Linked DNA regions of Mus musculus: region 2 is linked to region 1. The links are chromatin contacts, called in public HiChIP or PLAC-seq maps. All regions are on one chromosome and are shown on one strand. Each heading gives the region's core, a stretch centred on a gene start, on an enhancer-like site or on the middle of the called end of the contact. The rest is flanking DNA. Distances are from core to core; before and after follow the strand shown. Region 1 overlaps Kcnq1 (potassium voltage-gated channel, subfamily Q, member 1). Region 2 holds the start of Mrgprg (MAS-related GPR, member G).

Region 1 (6,332 bases), core at 1,024-3,523:
TGATGGTTTCCCGCTAAGTGTAAACTTGCCCTCTCTGTCCCAGACCAAGGTCCCTGGGTTAGCATTTTTGAGGTGTGGCACCTCCCCAGGCTAGTGAGAATGTTCTGGCTGTCCTTGGCACAAGGGCTGGGGTGGGGAGTTAGGGGGGAGACTGGGGGCTCTGCGGCTTCCCAGCTTTGGTTCCCAGGACGGCCCCACCTCTACTGTGCTTATCAAGGCTTCCCTGGCTGGCTGCCTGTGGCCTCAAAGTCATACCGCCCTGGGCGGGTGTCCTTGGGCAAGCCAGCCTCTTCCAGGGTTGGGGACAAATGGCTGTCATGTGTGGGGTATGCTTAAGTGCCAGGCACCTATTGAACAGGACACAGACAGGCTCACAGAAGTTCAGGGGTACCAGGCTCACACAGGCACCTAAGTGTGCTCTCACTGTGTCTCCTGGAGGGCCTCAGCTGGAGGCTGGGGCAGGAACTAGCCACTGCAGGGGCCTGTGGAGGTATCAACTTCATCCTTGGTCAGCATATACTCCTAGCTAAGCAACTTTTCAGTGTATGAGCAGCACCTGGGGCTCCTGACAAAGTGAACTGGCTGCAAGATTAACCCAAAGCCGCAGGTTCTGTCTGCAGGGCACTGTGAATACTGTGCTCAGACAAGGGACTCAGGGTCAGGTCAGGGCATGTGAAAGAAACAGTTAGGGCTGGGTTTGACACTCATGGAAAAGTGTCCCTCACTTTGGTAAGTGACAGGATGCTTACCCTGGGGTCAGGATACATGGTCATCTAACATGGAAAGAGCCAGAAAGGGACATTAAAGAATCCCTGTTGTGTTACAAAAAAAAAAAAAAAAACAAAAAAAACAAAACAAAACAAAAACAAAACCCAAAACAAAAACAAACAGAGGTATTTCTGTATTTTGGATAATTAACAGCTCACCATTAAAAAAAAAAAAAAAAGCTAATAAGACACCTGCCCCACCCCCATGGTGGTGGGGAGTGTTTCCTGATATTTTAGGTGGAAAACTCTTGACTGAATGAGCTTTGATCCTTGAGAGGTGTTGGGGTAGGGATAGATAGATGCTTGAAGGAGGGGTCCCATAGGCTCCTGGCCCCAAAGCACTGTCTCTCTTTGGGCTCTGGGCCTGAGTCCTAGGTCCTATCCTTAGGGAAGTCTGGGGTTAGCATGATGTGCGTGGGCAGAGCTGTGGTCTGAAGAAAGCCAGCTTTTCTTTGGGACTAACTAGTACATGCTTCATACCAGGAGGACCAAGTGATCTCTGGGGATCTGGAAGCCTGGGGGCAGTTGAGGAACAGCCTAGGCAGGGTGGGGCAGGTAGCTCACAAGTAGGCTTGAAACTAAAGGGCAGGTACCATTCTAAAGGCTTGCCCAGAGATACAGGGTTTGGGACCCCACCTCTTACCTTCTCTTTGTCACAAGGGACAGAAAGAGCAGTGCACCCTCCCAGGCAGTGATAGGATCGCTTTATCCAGAGGCTTCAAAGGAAAGAAAGTGTTCTGAACCTAAATACTAGACTTGTGCTGTTGTGTGGCCCTCTCCTGAGTGGCCAGCCAGGGTCACAAGTCCCTCATCTGGATAGAAGGCCTGAGGTTCCCTGTGCAGCCAAATGCTGCTCTCTGCCCAGCATGTAGCAGGCCATCTGAGGGTATGAGCCATAAGGGACTTTGGCCCCCACCAGGGCCCCTTGCCTCTATGGCTTGTCTTAGTGAGGGACCCAGGGCAGTGGCAGAAGCTGTGGCCTTAGGGCCTACTGGGTGGCCCTTTGTCTGATACAGCTTGGGTAGCTTTGTGCAGCCCCACCCTGTCCCCACTCACTGCTCAGGAGAGTACATTGCACAAGCACCTGTTTTGGGCAGACTGCTGCCCCGGTGGCTTGTCCAGCTAAGACTAAAGCAGGTTTTCTTCACAACCCAGGGAGCCTCATCCTCTGTGGGTGACCTCAGCAGAGCCGGGCTCAAGCCAGAGGCATTTCCCTACACTGGGGAAACTGGCCAGGCCTGTGTGAGGATGAGGGAGTGGATTCTACTAGCCTCTCTTCCAGGACAGGGCAGCCCTGTGTTTCCCAGAGCTTCAGGTGAATGCAGGGTAGCCTAGAGCCTCTCACTGGTCTGCTTTGCATCCTGATGCTGGCTGGGTAGGCTGGGACCACGCCATGGCTGGTCACACCCCTGAAAATAGGGCTGGCAGCATTCCTGAGAGCCTGCAGGGAGCTGGGCTCTACCAGATGGCTCCAGATCGTGACCTGCTGGCTGTAACCTGATCCACCCCCTCCCCTGGAGCTCTGCAGCTACTGGGTTGGGCCACCTCTTTGGAAAGTCAGACCCTCTTGGGGAAGTGCAGAGGCTGAACGGAAGAAAGCCTGATGGAACCTGCCCACTTATAGCTGGCCCAGGGGGACTCGAATCTTTCTGGAGCCTCTTGCTTAAGGCATGTCAATTCACAGCGTGGCGGCCGGCCGTGGTTGCTGGAGGCCACACAGACAAGCTCAGGCCCAGATGTCCCATTTTATAGCTGTCAAGACTGAGGTCCAGAGTAGAAGCCTTCAAAGAAGAGGTGACTCTTTGTCGAGGGTTCTGCTTTCGTGGGTATTGTGTCCATGTGGAGGTGGTTGATTCCCCTGCCTAGGCCAGAGAGGTCTCCTCTCGGCAGGAAAGTCTGGGGGCTCAGAAGCAGAATGTGGTGATGGGCCTGAAATCAGGGTAAGAGTGAGGGCCTGGCTAGGGTTACCATGGAGACAGCGGCAGGCTTTCTGCTGTCATCCCTAGCTGGTCCTGGAGTGTGAACAGGTGGCAGCTGGCCCTTCTACCTGGCCTGGGAATATCTGGGCTGGGTCACCTTCCCCCAGGAGAAACTACCCCTATGGATCTAGAGCTCCTTCGGTGAGCATGGGGCCAGCAGCCCGCTGGGTTGTGAGAATGCTGGCCAGTATCATTTCAGGCCAGGTAGCAGAGGGGCTGGGCTCTGTGCCTAGCAGTTACTTAGCCTCTGTGGAACTCAGCTATTAATGGGATCTGGCTTCATGATGGTCTAGTTCATAGAGGCAGCTTCTTCACTGCCAAATGGTGACATTGTCTATTGTGATGAGAGTCCAGTGTGGAGTTATGCACCCATCCCTGGTAGAAACCAATAACAGCCCTCCCCACTGTGACCATAAAACGTGGTAGATGAGACTCCAGCACTACTGGGTGAAGTTGCTTCTGGAGCCCCTGTCCATGGGGCACTCATGGGAAGATTTAAAAGTGAATACAGGAGCCAAGATCCATGGCAGTTAGAAGCACTTGCTGCACAAGCCTGATGACTGAGTTTGATCCCTGGGACCCACGTAAGGGAGAAAGAGAGAACCACACGGTTGGAAGCATAGGCTAGCCCTGTGGACAGCAGAGCTGGGATTAGCAGTCCCCACTAAGGATCTGATTACAGGACAGGATCCATTCAACTTCATACATGCTAGTCAGCCTGCTTCCTCATCCATATTGTGTTTCTCTCTCTCTCTCTCTCTCTCTCTCTCTCTCTCTCTCTCTCTCTGTGTGTGTGTGTGTGTGTGTGTGCACACGTGCGCACATCCTCACTTTCAGGTACAGACCTGTGGGGTGCAGAGCCCCCAGAAAGGTCTGTGTATATTGGGATCAGCTACCTGCACTTGGGCAAAGGCCACAGCTCAGCTGCTTTGTAAGCTGAGCTGGTTCCTGACCTCTCTCCTCATTAGATCCTGATTTGGAGGATAGAGGGCTGTGTTGAGAGTTTCTGGCTCAACAAGCACTGTGAGCGTTGGGTGGGGACTATGGGATGGGATGCTGCTGTGTGACTCAGGCTCCCTGCTTGTGTCAACCTAACTAGGCTGCTGTCCTTTGCTGGGGCCCTTCATCATTCAGAGTGTACGGGGACCATACCTGCCCTGTACCTCCACTTGCCTGAGTAGTGATTGTCCTTGTTTTGAACTCAGCGTGGTGGCATTCTGCTTTCAGGAGCATCGTGTGCACTGAGCATGGATGACTCTATGGCTCCTACCTCTATCTCAGCTTCAGGGCTGCCATCCTGACACTCAGGGACCTCAATACCTTCACACAGGGATGACACAAGCAGACAGTGACTCGTGATGCTGAGCCATGGACTGGAGTCTTCCCAAAGGCCTTTCCATCATCATCCCCTAATCCTGGCCTTCCAAGATGGGCACCTTCCAGGCAGAGAGGCACAAGTTCTCACATACCCTGAGATCCCCTCCCCAGTGAAATCCAAGGCTCCTCCTCACAGAGCTGCCGCAGAGCCTTCAGAAAGCTCTACCTGGGGCTGAGGTGCCCAGGTATGCACAAGCAGTGGACATGGGTGTCCAGCCTAGTCCTATCACAATAGTGCTGGATTTGGGACACCAAGGTGCAATTGTATAGGGACAACCTCAGGAGGTAGGGAAGGTGGGGCTACACAGATGCTCAGTCATTACACAAGGTTCCAATTGAAGGTGTAAGAGCTTGAGAGGTGGTCCAAGGAGGACAGACAGATGGCTCTCAGCCTTTGAAACATTTCTGTTTTGCTGTGTTAGCTCTCTAGGTGCTTTCCCCACCCAAACAATAGAGCATTGAGTCAGAATATCCCGACTCACATATTAGCTGGTGGAGGGATCCAGAGGAGCTCTGAGGACAGTGGGCATTGAGGATGCAGGTAGGTGTATTGACTGAGTATCTTGCCTTCATGGGGCAGCTTACTGTAGTTTCTGGGACCTGGGTAGGTACCAAGAAGGTAGATATGACTTGTCTAGATGATTCCAGCTCTTGGAAGTATGATGAGCACTGAATCACATGCTTCATGCAGTGTTGCTCATGGGAATGTCACCACAGCCTCCCTTTCACAGATGAGGAAACTGAGGCATGTGTGCTCAGCTAGTATTAGCCAAAACTGGTGGAAACTTAGTTGTTTAGCATTGAAGATTGTGTGTGTGTGTATGGAAGAAGCCAATATCAGCTGTCTTCTTCAACCCTATCCTCCATAGATTTTGAAACAGAAATCCCTCACTGATCCTAGAGTTTACCCATTAGGCTAGACTCTCTGACCAACAAGTTCCAGGGGTCCACCCATCTCTACCTCCCCAGTGCTGGGATTATAGACACAAGCCATGCCTGGCTTTTTACAGGGTTCAGATCTGAACTCAGGTCTTTGGGCTTGTGTGGCAGTACTTTAACCACTGAGCCCATCTTTCCCATTGGAAAAAGAAATTCACTTTTTATTTGTGTGTGTGTGTGTGTGTGTGTGTGTGTGTGTGTGTGTGGTCAGAGGATTGCTGGCTCACTGGGCAATCAGTTCTCTTCTTCTATCTTAATGTGGGATCTGGGGATCAAACTCAGGTTGTCAGGTTTACATGGTGAGCATTTTTACCCACTGAGCCATCTCACCAGTCCCCCGATATTCCTGTTTAGGATGAATCAAATTTTGTGGTGTACTTTGTAAATAAATTTAATACTCTTGTTTGCAAAAACAAAGCAAAACAAAACAAAAACTCAAAGCTATTGTGTGGCTTCCTGTTTCATTTTCTGGTTTCTCATCTTACAGGTCCTTGGGACGTTTTCTAGGCTGTTGAGAGTCACAGAGCTGTGGACATGTGTGTGCAGGTCTTTACATTTATTTATTTATTTATTTATTTATTTATTTATTTATTTATTTGTCTAATGGGCTTGTATGCATGCATGCTACAGTGTGTGTGTGTGTCACATGACAACTTAGAGCTGAGAAGCATTCCCCCTGCCACAGCCTTCTCTGCCAGGATGACTGCACATCTCAAACCTTGAGTTAAAATAAACTCCTCCTCCATAAGTTGCTTCTTGGAAGGTATTGATTGGATGAGGGAGTTAACTAATGCACACATCATAATTCCAGTCTTATTCCTAAAAAAAAAAAAAAAAAAAAAAAAAAATCAGGCATTTAGCTACAGATGTAGAAAAAGTTCCAAGTTTGATTTGGTAAGTCATATTGTAACAAACTTAAAAGGTTTGCGACTTGGTGGTTTCCACACATTTGATTGATAAGCTAGAGAAAGGTCATATAACCCCTGCAGTTCCTTTTCTGAGCCAAGGAACAGATAACAATTGTGTCACTGCCCTAGTCAGAGCCCAGTGGTGATGCCACCCCTGATGTATCTGAACATCTCCCTGCCAAATGGGCACTCATGGTTTTCTGTTAGTTCTTCTGATCAAAAAAAAAAAAAAAAAAAATCCAGAAATGCTCAGCAGAGAACATTGGGGAATTTCAAGGAAGACATTAACATTAATTCGTTGTAAGAAAAGCTATCGAGGCTAACTGGAGGTCCTTTGGTGATTTTTTCTATGTGACTTGTTA
Region 2 (6,332 bases), core at 1,515-4,014, 640 kb after region 1:
AGGATGCTGTAGGGGCAGAAGGAGGTAGGATCCATGTCCTCATTATAGTTCTGGGATCCTCCTTCACGCACCTGCTTCTCTGTCTGTTCCTGCCCTCCTTGCCGTCTCCTGTGCGTGTTCAATATGCAATCTGGCCCCCATCCCTTCTCTCCTGCATACAAGAGGAAGCCATAAAATTCCCAGGATCAGAGCTTGGCCGTCGCAAAGGTTTGAGCAAGACTGGGACCCCCTGGCAGCTCTGAGGGCAGGGTAGGTGGGCGTATAATGGCCACTCTCTACACTTGGTGCATGGGCAAGGATAGCCCCCCAAGACCTGACTGGGACTCTTCCCCTAGAGCCCTGTTTAGGGCTACCTGCAGTGGGTCCTTCCTGAGCTGCCTGCCCTTCATGTAGTACAAGAGGGGCTTTGCACTGCTGTCAATGCAGGCCAGGAGGGTGGCCAGTGGAAAGAAGAAGGGGAGCAGGAATTTTAAGACTGGCCGCAGGCACCAGTAGACAACCAGGGGTAGGCGACAGAAGAACAGAAGGATCCCAGAGCACTGGGCCAACTTGCAGAACTTGGGGGGTGGCTGTGAAGAGCAGCAGTTCCCAAAGATTAAGAGAAACTTGCTTGCCCCACATGCCATGCCAGACAGTACCGCTAGCCAGGTGACACTGGTCCAATGGTACTTGAGGCAGACCAGCAGACTCATTCCGTTTTTTAGCAGCCCACAGGCGTTGGCTGGCAACAGCACGGCCGGCATGGTCAGGGCCCAGATCACGAGGCAGAGGACAACTGAAGTGAACCTGGGACGGCGGTTGGGGCTGCAAAAGGAGGGGAACATGTAGGCGAGGCAACAGTCCACACTGAAGGCAGCCAGCAGCCAGAGCCCCACGGCAAACCACAGGAAGGTGACTGGGAAGTAGAGTGTGTCCTCATGGCCCGACACGATCGTAGCAATAGAGAAGCCAACTTGGCATGAGAGGAAGAGGAAATCGGCAGCAGCCAGGTGCAGCAGGTAGGTGTTGAAGGGTCCCTTCTTAATGTGCAGACCGAGGTGCCAGAGCAGCAGAGCGTTGCCCACCAGCCCTGCAAGGCTGACAGTGAGGCTGAGGAAGAAGAGCACTTTGTTGAATGTGCCCCAGATGTTGAATATGGAGAACATCCTGGCTGGCTTCCGTGGGTGCTCTGGGAGGCCCCTGCAAAGGGTGACAGTGTTCACTACGAAGCTGCTGTGCCCCGAGTGTGGAAAGCAAGAGCCTGCAGCTTCCAGAGTCCGAGTTGTCTCAAGCCCCTTCCTGGCTGCATGTGATACCAGGTTACCCCCTCACAGCTGCTTTGCTTGGAAGCAGCTCTCTCTGCCCTCATCCTGGTTAGACAACCCATCCTGAATGAGGTGTCCCCATGCAGAGGCCCACCACATTCAGACAAAGGGGCCACAGGTGGAGAGACTCCCCTTTCTTTTTAACTGTAGTACCAATGTGAGAATGCTTTCTCTAAGGCTCTGATCACACCCACCCCAGGGTCTCTGATAGTGCCTGCTCTGACCCAGGACACTCCATTCTGTGCTAGGTGAGGCTTCAGGGGACTTTCCCCACACTGTCCTTTTAGAGCGCGACATTAAAGCCCAGGGTCCTGAGGAACTGTGGCTAACTCTGAAGCTTCATGTCAGAGTCTGGGACTTTGATGATGGGTCTCAGGGCCCCAAATCTTCTTAGGGAGCAAGCAGGAGAGTTTCTGGTACCCTCATGGAGGCGAGTGTTTCAGAGCAGTACCTTTTTCCACAGAGCCCATGATGGACCTTGTCCAAGATCCAGGGTATGAGGACCCAGGCTCTGGGGACAGGGACTGCCAGGGAGGAACAGCAATAGGAAAAGATAGACCAGGGCTGGGGGGTAATGGAGTGGAGAAGAGAGATGGACAGACAGACACAGAGAGAAATAGAGAATAGAGGTAGAGATAAAGAGGAAGGGACAGACATGGGAAAACATAGTCAAAGATGGAAAGAGATGTATATTGTGTACTTTACGTATGACCCTCATTCCTGGTCTGGGCTGTGTCCCCTACCCAGAACCCTAGCTATCTCTGTACTCACTGAGACCCAGCCTCCATCAGACCCTGCTTCCTCTCACAGGGCCAAACCTTCTGCAGTGTCCTGATGAGTATCACCCACCATCTCATCACCAAGCATCCTTCCTAGCACCTGTGGGAGATGGTGATTCAACCTACCAGTTCAGCTGTCAAGGTCAGAGTACAGGTCCTCAGGACCTTGAAATTAAGGACTGAACCTTCACGCATCAGAGTGGTGACAGAGGCAAGACTCTTCCCCTCTGTGAGCCCCCAAGGGTGTAAATCCAGACATCTACTCCTGTGTGGATTCTGGCTGGTGGAGCCAAGGCTAGATCTGAAAGGGGATGCGGTAGGTGGGGTGGGGCATCTTCCTCATCCTTGTTCTCCAATGGACCTGGAGCAATGAGTTTCAAGCCTGAGCCTCAGCTTCCAAGGCTCCCTTAACTGCCTTCCCCATAAGGTCCCTTTTAGAGGACATCCTCAGAGCCACCAGCACCCCCCTGAGAGCCAGGCAGGCAAGTGATGTAGAGGGTAAGAGAAGGGGTGCTTCTTGCTTAGGGAAGCAGGTAGAGGGGCATATTAACCTTCTCACCTGATGACCGCCTGCTGACAGTGGCTGTCTCCAGCTCGCTCAGCCCACACTTGTTGTCTTGATCTCCTCCTGGCCCCTAAATCCCCTTCTGTCCTCTGAGGCTGGCTCCTGCCAGTTCCCTAGAAGTGGGGTGGGTGTGTCACCTTTTCACGGAAATCAAAGGAATGAGCTCAAACAGAGCTGTCAGTGTGGGAGGCTCCTCCTTTTCATCTGGGAGATGAAAACAGAGAGCCTTGCACGCCGCCCATTCTGGAATGGTCCCTGGCCTTAGGTGCTCGGGACCAAAGGAAGAGATGACATCTGTAAAGATGGATCAGTCAGTAAAGTTCTCGCTATGCAGGTATGAGAATTTGAGTTTGGATCCCCTGCACCTTTAATAAAAGTTGGGCATCATGGTGCATGCTTGTGACCCCAGTACTGAGAGATGGAGACCAGAGGACTCATGGGACTTGATATTCAGCTGGCTATGCCAATCACTACATTTGCTGCAAAGTCTTATCTTTAAAAAATAAGGTATTGGGCCAGTGAGAGGGCTCAGTGGGTAAAGGTTCTTGCCACACCCAAGCCTGACAACCTAAGTTCAATTCCAGGGATCCCCATAAAAGAAGAAAATTGATTCCTAAAAGTTTCCCTCTGATCTGGACACATGTGGTGGCACATTTGTGCACACACACAGATAAACTTAAAAACATATTTAAGCCAGAGGTTGTGGCCCACACCTTTAATCCCAGCACTTGGGAGGCAGAGGCAGACAGATTTCTGCAAGTCTGCACAGAGTTTCCAGGTCAACCAGGATGGTATTGTGAGATGTTGTCTCAAAACAACAACAGCATGGACTTTAAAATGTTTTTTAATGTGTAGGGTAATTAAGAAGACACACACTCAGTGCTGATCTTTAGGCAGCACATACACCTGCACAGATGTGCATGCACCTACACACATGTGCACATAAACTCACACAGCAGTTGGAAGGGAATAGGGAGAGTCCAATAGAGCTAGGACTGCACAGTGAGATATTCTGGAGACTCACTGGCAGAGGAAGGTCCTGGGGAGCTGGGCACCCAGACGTTGGGTGGATAAAGACCAAAGCATGCTCTCATGCCTGAAGGTCTCTGGTTTATCTTCAGATTCCATCAAAAGCCAGGCGCACCCTCCAAGTCATCCAGTACGCATGTGCTTTCAAGGCTCTGTGTTATGGTTAGCTAAGTAAATATGCAGGAAAACCCATCTTATGGTGACTCAGACAGCTGTGGCTCAAGATGGCTGCCATCATGTCAAGCCAGATCCATACTCTGTCCTCTGTGGGATGCACCCTTACAACACACACAAGCACTGTGCAGCCCCAAATCTCCCCAACTTTTCATTGTTCTGGTAGGCCTTTGTTGTTGTTCTTCTTCAGGGCTTTGCCCTCAAGGATTAATATAATTGTCATAGTGTGCCGGTACTGTGAGGTGATCTAGAGGAGTCCACAGCAGCTGGAGAGTCTGTGCACCACCGAAGCAGGCAGCAGGGAGACAACCAAGCACTTGGCACCTCTCCTGTGACAGTGTAGGATTGGACAGGACTTTGATATTGGTTTTCGAATGTGACACAGAATTGACGTTCTGATCTGATAAGATATGGCCTGTGGTCTGTCTCTAACAGCTGCTGTGTGAATATGACCAAAAGTACATGTGTGATTTAACACCTCAAGCCCTGGGCTAGACAGATGGCTCAGGAGCCGAAGGTCTCCCTGCTCTTCTGGAAGACCTGAGTTTAGCTCCTAGCACTGAGGTTTCGTGATTGAACCAACTAAAGGGAGAACAGACTCGTCCTGGGTGTCAGAATGGGGACAACCTTCCCCTGTCCCCATGTAAACCCCAGTGTGTCCTATCCCTAGTGTGCTGAGGTCACCAGGCTACCTGTTTGTTCTGTGAGACCATTAGTTCCTGTTTGGTGTAAGTGGCAAACTGCTAAGCCTCTGAGACCACCCAGGAGGTCCCCAGAGAAGCTAAGGTCAGTGTCCTCGTGTGATTAAGCCTGGACCCCTCCCCCCTCTGACCCCATCACAGTGCTGCCTGTTGACTGGGACCTTATACCTGGAATCATCCCTGAGTCATGTGGCCCAAATGTCTCAATTTCTCCCCCTCCCCAATTTTAAATTACAGTTGTGTGTGTGTGTGTGTGTGTGTGTGTGTGTGTGTGTGTGCACTGAGGTCAGAAGCTCACTTGTGGGAGTCAGTTCTCTCCTTCCACCATATTGGTTCTAGAAATTGGACTCAGGTTGTCAGCCTTGGTGGCAATACCCACTGAACCGCGTTGCCGACTCCTGTTGAACAGCACTACCTTCCCGTCCTTTGAGCCAAACCGCTGCCATCTTTATGAGTGCAGCTGTATCTGTTTGAAGAAGATCACTCCAGATGGACTTGTTAATTTAGAAGTTCCCTCATAGAAAGAAAAACGGGGGAGGGTCATGGGAACCTTACCTATGTATACGGCCACCTCACCCTCAGCAATTTGTATACATTTCTGCGCAGAGTACAAGCTGTGGGGAGGGCGTGCTGGGTGTAGAACTTCCAGCCTGGCCTATGCATAAGCCAAATAAACTCCTTGGCTCCCCAGGGGCAGATGCTTCTTAGATCCCTCAGCAAGCAGAAAATCTTGGAGACTGCCCCCAAACCTTTCCAACTCCTCCACTGACCCAGTTGGTCCTGGTGGGGTTTCTGTTGTTACTGTTGTCCTTTGGTTGGTTTGTTTATTTTGGTTCAGTATAAATCATGTGACTTGTTACACAGTGTCCTAGGCGAGTGGTGATCTGTGGCTGGCCTTGTCATTGCCATTGAGTAATACTGTGGGAAGAGTAAACAAAATGTACAATTTTTTTTTCTATCCAAGGATTACATGAGACCACATTTCCCTTAAAAATTTGTAAAGAAATCACATGGCAGAAGTTGAGACTCCTGCAGGCTCAGCACTTTTGAACTCAAGGTTGTACTCTGCTCAAAACCTCAGGAGTAAAAACACAGGGGACCCAACTGGGCATGCGTGTTCCCTTCAGCAGGAGTAAAGCTTTTGTCTTGCAAATGCTTTGAATTGGATCATGTGGCAATTCCTTCGGACCCTGGACCTATTTCTAACAATATTGATGTTAGATTTCTGAGGCAGCTTAAGAAGATGGCAGGGGTGGGGGAAGTGAAGAAAAGAGACCAGTTAGTCTCAACAGAGAGGAGTGTTTATTTCAAACATCAAGGCAAATACGATGGGAAAGGGGTGTCTGCCAAACAGGAAGAGGGTACTTGGGGTTTATATAGGAGGTTTGGGGAATGCACCTGCTGGGGCTACCTGCAAGCCTGCAGTCTCTCTCTCCTGGACTTGTTTGTTCAAGATAAGGTCGTTTGTCTTTAGAAACTGCCTTGTCCTGGCTATGGGGATGAGGGTCATAGAGAGTAACTGAGTTTGGCAATGGCAGTGAAGGGGAAGGAGTTGGAGTTTCAATACAGGGCCTTGGTCAGGGTCTGGAAGAGTTTGTTTGAGGTTTGTTCCAACATACCCCAACTCTTAAGAGATAAGGAATGGGTCAGAGAGGATGGGGTTTCCAGATATAGGGTTGGAGTTTGTGGGGAAGTGAGCTGAGCATGAACAGAGAGGTCTGGGGAAGAGGGAGTTCTGTAGGCACAGTGTGTGTGTGTGTGTGTGTGTGTGTGTGTGAGA

The links. HiChIP or PLAC-seq counts read pairs in DNA pulled down with a chosen protein or histone mark.
Region 2: a contact with region 1 is called in an H3K27ac HiChIP or PLAC-seq map of embryonic stem cells, with 7 read pairs. The contact joins the promoter of Mrgprg here to the enhancer-like site in region 1. A contact is called at or near these places in 10 of 39 promoter capture datasets (the 3T3-L1 cell line, the SN4741 cell line, cranial neural crest and 5 more), 1 of 15 datasets of contacts at CTCF or cohesin (large pre-B cells), 10 of 115 datasets of contacts at active chromatin or transcription factors (T-cell acute lymphoblastic leukemia, craniofacial prominence, embryonic stem cells and 2 more) and 2 of 9 other capture datasets (embryonic stem cells and embryonic tail).

Annotation. Positions count from the first base shown.
Region 1 is chr7:143,122,243-143,128,574 of GRCm38.p6, forward strand. All of the region lies in intron 1 of Kcnq1 (potassium voltage-gated channel, subfamily Q, member 1), which reads left to right. Among named protein-coding and RNA genes, the nearest start is that of Gm28821, 15 kb to the right of the region's middle. Within about 2 kb of position 2,274, at least 76 of the 459 cell types and tissues checked have an H3K27ac peak or open chromatin away from gene starts, as enhancers often do. A contact at or near this core is called in embryonic stem cells, neural tube, pancreatic cancer cells and 1 more, where this site is marked.
Region 2 is chr7:143,764,229-143,770,560 of GRCm38.p6, forward strand. Mrgprg (MAS-related GPR, member G) reads right to left here and starts at 2,765. Exons shown (of 2, transcript NM_203492.2): 1 at 2,643-2,765; 2 at 1-1,179. The coding sequence starts at 1,145. The coding sequence ends at 276.